Linked DNA regions of Pungitius pungitius: region 2 is linked to region 1. Evidence: chromatin contacts called from public Hi-C data. All regions are on one chromosome and are shown on one strand. Each heading gives the region's core, a stretch centred on a gene start, on an enhancer-like site or on the middle of the called end of the contact. The rest is flanking DNA. Distances are from core to core; before and after follow the strand shown.

Region 1 (5,455 bases), core at 1,862-4,361:
AGCTGAAACACAAAGTAAAGAAATGATTACACCTGACATTTTGTTTTGAAAGGCACAAAAGAACCCACACATGTTCAAACACACACACACACACACACACACAGCCTACCCGTGAGCAGTATTCCCAGGAAGATCCAGGCGCAGAGGAAGAGGTTTCCAACCCTCGGGTTGTGGTTTGTTATCAGTTTGCCCTGAATCAGAGTGAAAATGATCCCAAAGATCTACACACACACACACACACACACACACACACACCAATGGTTAGCGGGTGATGGACAACAGCACCTCTTAGGGGACGGCGGAGGTACCTGAGCGAAGGCATTGAGGAGGCCCGAGGACGTGCCCTCCGACTCCGGGTAGGTGATCTCCACCCCGAACTCAAAGCCCAGAGGCAGGTAGCCCGTCATGAAGAACCTGCAACACAAGGTGTCAAACCCCGGACCACCTTCTCCTCCGGCTGCAGGGGGAGGAAATGAGGCGGGATTCACAGACTCGTACCCCAGAGCTCCAGCCGTGAAGAAGACCAGCAGGATGTTGAGGTTCAAGGTGAAGGTGAAGACCAGCATGCCCAGGAAGGACAGAATGTACACGATCAGCGTCGTCATCCTGTGAAGCACCACAGCGTCGTTCAGTCACTTTGATTGACAGTATTTCAGGGACCAATCAGAGGCTTCCTCTGCTTTGTTTTCCTCCCCCTTGCCTCATGAAAGAAACCCTCATTCTTTCATCTTCTTGATAATAACTACGGCGCTGGATTAGTTAAAATTCCTGTAATGAAACAACCATGTCTGGGGGGGGGGGGGGTGGGGGGGGGCGTACTTAAGTCCTTCAACTTGGGCGTCACCTCTATTGATCTCACAAAAGCATCTTAATCGACTCCTACACAACTGGGCCAAAAGTCCTGAAGCTGCATCCTCTCTCTAGACACGGCTTCGTCCATGTGTTGTCTCTCTGTGTGTGTGTGTGTGTGTGTGTGTGACCTACTTGTACATCTTGGTGTGGTCCAGCCACACGCCGCACAGGATGGAGCCGACCATTCCGGCCACCACCAGCGTCAGGCCGATCCTCCCCGCGTTCAGCTCCTGGTCCTGGTCCTGAGGACAGAGGACACGTGGAGGACAGATCCAGGTGGACCATGAGACAGTCACAAGTTGGGGTTTAGGGATTTGCAGTGTTTCTGCTGGGAGAGGGCTCTTAAGTCGCCTGAGAGTTTTAGAAGTTCATGCAAAGGTGAACATCTCTAAGCGTGTGTGTGTGTGTGTGTGTGTGTGTGTGTGTGTGTGTGTAGCAGGGATTGTGGGTATTGCTTAGATAAGCAGAAACTGAATCAGCCTTTCTGTCCATCTGTCAGCGTGAGAAAGAGGCTCCGTGTTTCTCTGTCGTTGACTGTGTGTGTGTGTGTGTGTGTGTGTGTGTGTGTGTGTCTGTGTGTGTGTGTGTGTAGCGATGGGCAGCAGGCATGCGTGAAACAGCTTCTAACACCTCTCTCTGGACCGAAGGTGACGTCGCAGGTGGACTATGGGTGTTTATGTACCTTGTAGCAGTCCATGATCATCTGGTTGAGGAGGGTGGAGACGGAGTAGAAGGAACCCGTCATGATGCCTGCAAGCACAAAGGTCCCACTGAGGTCACCCCTCATACCACTGGCATCGTTTATTATTTGATGTCCACTGGTCCCGTGTCCGGCCCCCCTGATTGGCTGTTGCTGAGCGACGGGGTGAGAGTGCATGACACACACACACACTCACACACACACACACACTGACCGTAGCTCACTAGCAGCAGCACGAACGCCTTGTTCCTCATCAGGTTGACGATGGAGCGCTTGTAGGAGTAATCCTCAGCGGGGGAGCTGGGCAGGACGGCCTGGGCGTGGCTGGGGGGGAGCAGAGGGCGGTCCTTGATCACTGTGGGACACAAGGGGGAGGAGGCATTCAGGTGCACGTCATTCATTCCAACCAGAGTACAGGTGTAATGCAACGTATTGTTACGTAGGTGTGTGTGTGTGTGTGCGTGTGTGTGTGTGTACCGATCACGGTGAGGATGAACAGGGCGGTGGAGACGGCGGCGGTGCCGTAGAACATGACGCTGATGTTGTGGCCCGTGAGTTCGATGTTGTCGGGCGTGTTGGGAACCAACACCGGGGGCAACAGGAAGCCAATGGCTGTTCCTAACTGAAGGGGGAGGGAGGGGGGGGGGGGTATCAACTACTGTTCGGTTCCATTATATTTCATTAACTATTTATTTCCTCCACACACTGCATCTCTCTTCCTCAAATGTCATGCTGTACTTTAAACGTAGTTAAAAGAAATAACCGCCATCAAAAGCGTTTTAAAACATAGTTGCGCATCAAAGTAATCCAAAGCACCACAATATTAAACACACAAATTACGTCGTGCACACACACACACACACACACACCTGGTTGCCCAGCACGGCCGTGGCGCACGCGGTGGAGACCTCGCGGGGGCCGAACCACACCGAGGCGATGCGCGAGGGCAGGCCGAGGATGAACACCTGCGCCACGGAGCAGATCACCTGCGCGCCCACGGTCACCGCGAACCGCGCGGGCCCGGCGCTCGCGCACTTCAGCCACGCGCCTGCGCAGTTGAGTCCGGCGCCCAGCAGGGCCGTGAGCCGCAGCCCCCTGCGGTCCAGCAGCCAGGTGGCCGGGAAGATGAGCGGCACGTAGACCGCCATGTAGACGATGGACAGCCAGTCCACCTTGTCGTTGGTCACGCCGTAGAAGCGCGCGAACACGTTGGCGATGATGCCGTACTGGATCCACTGGAAGGCGTTGACCAGCGACGACAGGCTGAACACCGCCAGCACGGCGAAGCGGCGCCGGGACAGCCCGGTCTCCGGCTCCGCTCCTCCCGCGCGGGGCAGCATCGCCTCGCTCTCATCCGGCGGCAGCTCCTTCTCCCGCTCGGCCTCCGCCTCCCCGGCCCCGCCCGTCGGCGCCGCCGCGTACGTCGGATCGGACGCTCCCCCCGGCTCCGGGGTCTTCCGGCCCCCCGCGACGTCGTCGAGTCCGCCGGTGTCCGCGCGCACATGTTCCTGCGCGAGCAAACCGGGGACCATGATGCCGGTGTTCACGCCTCCTCCCCCCCCCCCTCCCGAGAGAGGCAGGAAGCGAGCACGAAGCACAGCGACGATGCTTCAGAGAGAAACGACTCAGAGAGAAACACGTTAAGACACACGGGGACTTTAAAGGAGACATCCGCTGTGTCTCTGTCTCATTCTCTTACTGCCCCCCCCCCCTCTCTCTCTCTCTCTCTCTCTCTCTCTCTCTCTCTCCCCCTCTCTCTCTCTCTCTCTCTCTCTGTCTCTCTGTCTCTCTCTCTTTTGTGTAGCCAGGATGTCGCGCGAGTTGCGGATGAGCCAATAGAAGAGCAGCTCGCTCTGGTGCTTTGTGTTGCTTCACGGGGGTTTTATTTATATATATAATTTATATCCTTCTCTTTCTTACAGAGCCGTTGCACTTTTACCACACAAAATAAGAATTAGAATGAGAAAATAGGAATTAGAAAGGCATTGTTACAACTAAGCATTTACGTGATTATAATAAAATGTCGCCATTTTAGTCCTTAATAAACAAATTAAATATATGTTTCATCTCAGGTCGAGATCCTGTCTGTTCTAAAAGGGTGAAATATGATAATAGATGTAATAAAATCTGTGTGTGTTCAAATATGCAAATGAAGGCAACAAAAGAAAGAAATAGGAAAACTAAATCTAAATTTGAGAAGAAATGAATGAAAGAATATGACCCCCGGCTGCTCGGGCCTAACTGACCACGTGCTCAGCTCTTTACCTCTAATCCTAATCAGCGTTTGACCCAGTGTGACTCCAAAGGGGAATCCCAGGAAACTCCCTGTAATGGTTTAAGCAATGATTTTTAAATGAAAGCAAACCCCAAATGTTTCAGCTTTATTATATTTATTAATATGTCCCAAATAAAAATGAATGAGAACGTTTATATCCAAAGCGAGTTATGATTCAGGCTGTGAATAATTCATCAGATGAGCTCTGAGCGAGGAGGTCTCACTCTGTCTCTGTTTCAGAGTACCACCATCAGCAGATAGCTGTCCTTCAGACAACAGGAGACAATACATCACATGTCTACGTCCTCCTGGTCTGTATCGAAAAAGGAACATCGGAGAAGATTGTCCAGGATTTTAAATGATGTTCTAAACTCTCACAGTAACTCATCGCTTCAAGTATAAAAGATCTTTGGGGCGCGCTTCTTCTTCAGGTTTCTCAGTTGTCATGGAAACGGCAGCCTCACAAACCGACGCCACCGTCGATAATTTACAGCGGGACAATAAAACAAAAAACAAACAATAGACAGCCACAAATTAGACCCACATGTCTGCAGCTGAGGAGCCGGCTCTCCTGGAGCTGAACCTCCGCAGGGAGACGTGGTGTCAGGTGGAGGTGAACCCCCGGCGCTGCTGGGAGAGGACCGAGAGGAGACACTACCGGGCTCACCTGCGCACCAACCCGGTCCTCCTCACCGCCCTGACCGGCGGGCCGCAGCGCGGTTCGGCCCGCGAGGAGCGGCCGCCCGCCGCCCGCCTCCCGGAGAGAAGGCACTTCGAAGAGAGCCGTAAGGAGGATGTTAGAAACACCATTTAAAATGAATCCAGGGAGCTTCGTATCATGTGAAGCCATGTGTGTTTAAAGCCTTCATTGAACAGAAATTTGAAGTTATTATTTCTTTATGTGTATATAATGCCTGGTTATTCTTCTGCAGATCAGTCACATCTGGTGTAACATCTGGACCTGAAGGAACTCCAACGATTACGGGCCAGAATACATCACAATATAATATCTCTTCATAAGAGGAGAACTACAAGTATCCACCTCATTTGTAGATGTGTCCGTCTGCCTCTAATAAAATGAAATAAACAAGTGTGTTATCTTCCAAATGTGAGACTCGTTCACCAGAGGATCAGGACTAAGGGGCTCGTTCCCGAGAGCAAAGAGAAGGGAAACATCTGCAGAGGAGATCCAGCTGTGTCGAGGCTGGCGGAGCCCACGCAGATGTGGTCCGGAGGGAGCTGCTGGACCAGCTGGTCTCTCTGTGCGGAGACATCACAGATGTGTCGGTTGTCTTTTGTCACAAAGTGTATTAACAAACAGATTAAAGATCACCTTACAACAACATATTGCTCTCCTACTTCCACTTTAAATCCAAGTGATAAACAGGGTGTGACTGTGTATGTGTGTGTGTCTGTGTGTGTGTGTGTGGGGGGGGGGGGGGGGGGTGGTTTGGAGGTTTAACCAGTTAAACCTGCTTTATATCAAAGTATGGATCTGTGTTTCATGAGCCTGTTTAATTCTGTAAGAACGGAGAGGGTGCAGCGGTGTGTGTGTGTGTGTGTGTGTGTGTGTGTGTGTGTGTGTGTGTATAATGGTAAATATGTTACATAGTCTTATGCTCAAAGAG
Region 2 (5,455 bases), core at 1,215-3,714, 220 kb before region 1:
GTAGAGTGTCTACTGTCCATGACCACAAGAGAACCGTCAACTTCCTGCTCACGTGATCTTCTCTTCATTCAAAGAACAAATCAGTTCTGTTGCTGCTGTGGATTCAGTACTTTCACTGACAATAGTTTTACTGTCAAATGAATAAAAGCCTCATGCAGACAAACTCTTTTCCTTATGAGTAAAGACTTTTAGGAAGAAGGTTCTTCAAGGAGGAATTCAGCTTCTAGTCAGATCAGCTTGTTTTCTCCTGGTAACTTCATCTCAACCACAACCAGCCAAGCCGGACTGTCCACTAGGTGGCAGCAGCTACTCATCTACAGCTACTAAATGTAGGTCTAGAGAAGGCAGATTTGGTCATTTCACCTCTTGGCCAAGTCACCTGTTGCCAGAACTTAGAAGGAGACTTCTGCTTGAGCAACAGAAAGACAGGATCCAGCACGGAGGTCCTTTCCATGATGTGGTCAGACTCTGAATAAAGTTCTGATTAGAAAGAATTGTCGGTGCCACCAACTGTTAAAGGTCCCACGTGTGGACCTCGTTGATCTCCTCTCACCTCGGCGTGGCCTCCTGGGTTCAGCGTCTTGTTGCAGCGTTCACACTTCAGACAGAACTTGTGCCAGTCTTTCCCCAAAGACGACACCTTCTCCGCTGTGGAGGAAGAACACGAGGGCTTCAGCACCGAGTCACATGCTGGCGTTCATCAGACATCCAGCTCCTCCAGGAGCAGAATACGTGATGAAGACAGAAGCCCATCCTCACATGGTGCCATGGACACTCCGTCATTCTCAACACGGACCGGGACCTTTGCTCCAGAGATAAAGGGCCTCAGCTGCTGTAAATACACTCACAGCTTCAACAGAGGGACCAGAATGTCCCACAGAGACACTGATACCACGTGACACTTCCTGTTCAGACTCACCGGGCGATGTGTGACAATCAGTCGCTCTGCACACAGCGAGCTGGTTGCTTTCATGACAGAAGACGAGTGTGTGTGTGTGTGTGTGTGTGTGTGTGTGTGTCTCTATGAGGACATTACCTATAAACTGTAAAGACCGTGACATTTTAGTGCATGTTCGTGCACGTGAGCGTAGTGACCTCACAGCTGTGCACTTCTCTCATACCTCGTCTAGAGACGGCGTCGTCACGGAAACGTAGCCCCCCCCCCCCAGCTCCCCTCCGTTTCCCACTCATGTTAAAACAGTTAGCGCTGTTAGCTTCTAGCTAAGGAAATGCTGGTAAATCTTGTAATTCATCTTTTGTTTTTCCCATTTTCCGTAGATGGCTTTTGCTTTAATTAATGTCACAAAAACAACTTGATAGATACTGAAAACCTGGGAGCTTAAATTACAGAATTAGAACAATGAGCTGAGCTTAAAGAAGTGTGTAAAACCCTTCTCCACCACAATAAATTCCCTGTGCAGCAACACAGGCCAGAGGAAACCTATTTGAGCATCTTTAACCCAGAAGGAGGAGAGGAGCTGCAGGTTATTGCTCCTTCAGAAGAAAGATGATGACGGAACAAAGAGAAAATCGATCCACGCGTGAGCGACGGGTAAATTATTTACAACGCCATGTGGTGTGAAGCTGCAAATTAAGGAGAGGCTGCGACCCGATATTTGGGCTCTGAACCCTCCTGCCTGGGGGGAAGAACTGGTCATTTAAAGCTGGTCATTTGTCAGGAGCTGTCGACTAACACAGGAGGCCGGCTCTTATCTGAAGATAGTGAAGCATTTATAGCCCATCAGTCAGTCTGAGGCTCACCAGCTGAGGCATTCTGGGACATTTTTGAGGCGGATCGAGGCAGCGCAGCCGTCACGTCATTACAACAAACAGGTTATAAAATGGGATGTTTGGTCCTTGTTTTAACTCATCTTTACAGTCCAATGGACACAGAGCAGCTGCAGCGTCACACAACAGGAAAAGTACTTTCAAATAGTTCTTAGTACTGTATTTAAATTATTGCTCATAAGATTGTATTTAATCTAATATGATGACGTCACACATTGTAGTTTTTATCCACATATTAATAACTTATCCCTTTGAATTCTTCAGTAGATTTGGGTGTGACGTCACCATATTCTCTTTCTCCATAAAGCCCCCCTGCACCACAAACCCGCTCACGTCCTGCTTTCAGCGAGGGTTTGCATTACGTCACTCACGCTACTCACGTGACTACGATAATTCTTAGACCCTTTTCTATCGGCTCCATCCCTGCTTGATAACACGTCTCCCTGATAACGAGCGCGCTGCGTCGAAGCCCGCGGATCCACGCAAAGAAGCTCGCGACCGGATGGAGGAGACTCACCGAAATAAACCGTCTTGTCGCATTTGGGACATTTTGACGCCATGTTCCGCGTGAACGAAGACAAAAGAGTCCTTTTCCGTCCGTGTGTGGCCGTCTCCTCGGAGGATGGTGATGGAGGCAGAGTACCGCCGCTCGCAGCCTCCCGTTGGCTCGCCCGCCACTCGCCCCGCCCCCACGATGACGTCACGCCTTTCCTCAAGCGCGGTGTCTAATGCGCTCCAACGAGAGTCTTGTCTTGCTCTGGATAAATAAGTTGTTTTCTTTCCTGGCGAATAAATACACAGAAAAGAAAACACCTTATTGATCTTTTGTATTCTTATTATTATCACTATTATGATGGTGTAATTCCTTATAAATGCACAGGTAAGAAACATTGCGTTATTGTCCAAGTCCAATCCAACACAAGATCAGAACCATGAAGACATGTTATAATAAGAAGGGACTAATATGGACTTTGTGGAACGCAGCAGATCCACATGATGCGCTGTGATCGTGGGTCAGGTGTTTCATCCTAAATACAAGCCCCCAATCCATCCGTGTCAGCGGCTGTGTTTGTGTCCTGGTGTGGTTGCTAGGCGACGCTGAATGTTAAGTGATGCTCTGCAGCTCCCAGGAGAGCTGCTCTGCACATTCCTGGCTCCCAGATACGAGGAGGAGGCCCTTTGTCTGGACTTTACCAGAACAAATCACTGCAAATTTAAATATCAGTTCAATTTTTCATATTAAAAAAAAATGCAATTTTGTCAGTGTAGACCTCCAGAAATAACTTCTACATATTTCCCCTTTTCCCAGTGTTTAACCAAACTAAACATTGTTTTCAGTCAGGTCGTGGTTCACAAGCCAATTGGTGCTTTTTTGTGATGGAAAAGCAGCTACATTTAAACATTCACGTCACTAAAATAAACATCAAGCATCAGTGCAGATCAGGTTGAGCTGATTCTGTGTTTATGGAGTCTAATCCAAGTGTCACTCCTTAAGACCTTCTGAAAGGCGAGGGGATGAACACATGAACAGAGTCAGCGTGGCGCCCCTGGGCTTCGGCCATCTGGGGGCTGGGAACGCACTCATCCTAAAATAACCACAAGCGGACCAAGCCTCTGCAGAGCTTTGTCCCAGACGTCCCCGAGGACGGGAAGTCCTGACAAGACTCACATCTGCATCCCACGTTGTGCCTTCCTGTGACTTTCTCATCACGTGGATGATTTTAAATGAGGCCTGTGGGTTTTTTCCTGATAGTGTTTAAACTTCCTCACTCTCACTTCCTTTTAGTGAGCTTTGTTTCTTAATCCATTCAGTTACAGCATTTCCTGCATTATAACCACTAATAAAATGACCCTTCTTCTACTCATGAATGTCTTGTGAGGTGTTTTAAAGTCTTTCAAAATAGAAGTTGGAAATATTTAAATATTTTAAAGCATGTTGGCTCTAGAGGGTCCGATCTGAATACATTTGTGATTCTGTGTGGATTGAATCATTTTGAGACTCATTTGACCACATATGGTTTGGTTAAAGTCAACAGACACACCTTTGACTTCCTCAATTCATTTATCGGGCCCTTGTTGGTCGGCTTGTATGTCGGCAACAGAAGTGCATCATGGGAAAGAACTCAGGGTGAACTTAAGAGATTAGTGCAGTTTGTGTGTTGCTGCATCAGATCAGATAACTGAATGCAGAGATGTTTGACTTTAAGTTGAGCAACAACTGACGCACTTTATTATCAAGAGGAAATAGATTCAAGGTTTATCTTTAAGACGGAAGACGCAGAGAGACGAGAGACGCAGAGAGACGAGTAAAAGACGCAGAGAGACGAGAGACGAGAGACGCAGAGAGACGAGTAGAGGACACAGAGAGACGAGTAGAGGACACAGAGAGACGAGTAGAGGACACAGAGAGACGAGTAGAGGACACAGAGAGACGAGAGACGCAGAGGAACCATGGCTGAATTGGGAGGGATTGAAAGCTGTTTGTTCCTGATTGTGATGCTTCAGTTTGCAGGTAAGAACACATAGAATGTGTGTATGACTACAGAAACACTAGAAAGATCATTTACTAATGGATGAATGTTATTTAGAAGCAAAGCTTCATTTAAAGAAGACACACAAGTAGTCTGTTTGTTTCCAGCAGGTGAATCGTGACTTTAATGAACTCTTAGAAACCAACAATGAGGCACATTTGTAAACTGTTGTTGTGTCTAAAATGATCTTCACACTGACACTAAAAGTCATGTTTTATTTCTCCTTGTTCCTTTTACTTCTCTCTCATCTTCTTAGAAGTAGAAACAGCAGTATCTTTTCTCCCCCTCACTGTTGAAGATGGAGATGACGTCACTCTGCCTTGTGACATTGGGGGAAGAGATCGGGAGAACTGTGACTCTATTAAGTGGAGGTTCCCTCGTTCCATTATTAGATCACCAGTAAATGTGGTTACAAACGGGCAGATTGATGAAGAATCCAAAGCTGAATCAGACAGACTCAGGGTTTCAGAGAACTGTTCTCTGGTTTTGAAGAAGGTCAAAGGTCAGGATGCTGGTTATTATTCCTGCAGTCTGTCCAGCCCAAGAAGACCAGAACTATTGGATATTTTTCTGTCTGTTGTTACTTGTAAGTATTTACAACTTGATGTTTTCTGTCTTTTCAGAACAACATATTTGATACCTTTGCTTTGTGGGGTTGTATTAAGACTTCTTTGTCTCACAATGTCTCCGTCTCCACCAGTGACAAAACACGAGGACAACGATGAAGTGACGTTAAACTGCACTGTGTGGACATATGAAGGATGTGAACACACAGTGAAGTGGAGATTAAATGGTCATGTTGTGAATCCAGACAACAGAGACATGAAGACATCACAGTCTCTCTGCTCCACCTCTCTGTCCTTTAAGACTTCTCATGTCTTCTACACATCGAGCTTCACTTCATTGAAGTGTGAAGTGACCGATAGGGACAAAGTGATGCAGTTTTCTCTCAGGAATTCTCCCTCAGGTGATGAAATCACTTTAATTTCCTTTATTATGGATTGTAAGTTGTATTTATTTAGTTGTGTTAATTTGTTCAGGTGAAGACCAAACAACAACTGAATCAACACCAACTGAAGAGGACACAAAAGCAGGAGACACAACAACTTCTGCAATGAGAGAAGCTTCAGCAGAAC

The links. A called contact is a pair of places that touch in the nucleus more often than the background predicts.
Region 2: a contact with region 1 is called in a Hi-C map of muscle, with 6 times the contacts expected there. The contact joins the promoter of LOC119194821 here to the promoter of flvcr1 in region 1. A contact is called at or near these places in 2 of 2 Hi-C or Micro-C datasets (both in muscle).

Annotation. Positions count from the first base shown.
Region 1 is chr20:1,226,135-1,231,589 of fPunPun2.1, reverse strand. It overlaps flvcr1 (FLVCR choline and heme transporter 1), which reads right to left and starts at 3,111. Exons shown (of 11, transcript XM_062559696.1): 1 at 2,422-3,111; 2 at 2,030-2,174; 3 at 1,767-1,907; 4 at 1,535-1,602; 5 at 985-1,094; 6 at 499-606; 7 at 309-414; 8 at 110-221; 9 at 1-2. The coding sequence starts at 3,084. LOC119195210 (spermatogenesis-associated protein 45-like) reads left to right here and starts at 3,114. Exons shown (of 2, transcript XM_037449964.2): 1 at 3,114-4,612; 2 at 4,760-5,172. The coding sequence starts at 4,372. The coding sequence ends at 4,779.
Region 2 is chr20:1,442,653-1,448,107 of fPunPun2.1, reverse strand. LOC119194821 (cysteine-rich protein 2-like) reads right to left here and starts at 2,464. Exons shown (of 8, transcript XM_037449234.2): 1 at 2,306-2,464; 2 at 554-648. The coding sequence starts at 2,348. The region is part of intron 5 of LOC119194987; the gene reads left to right.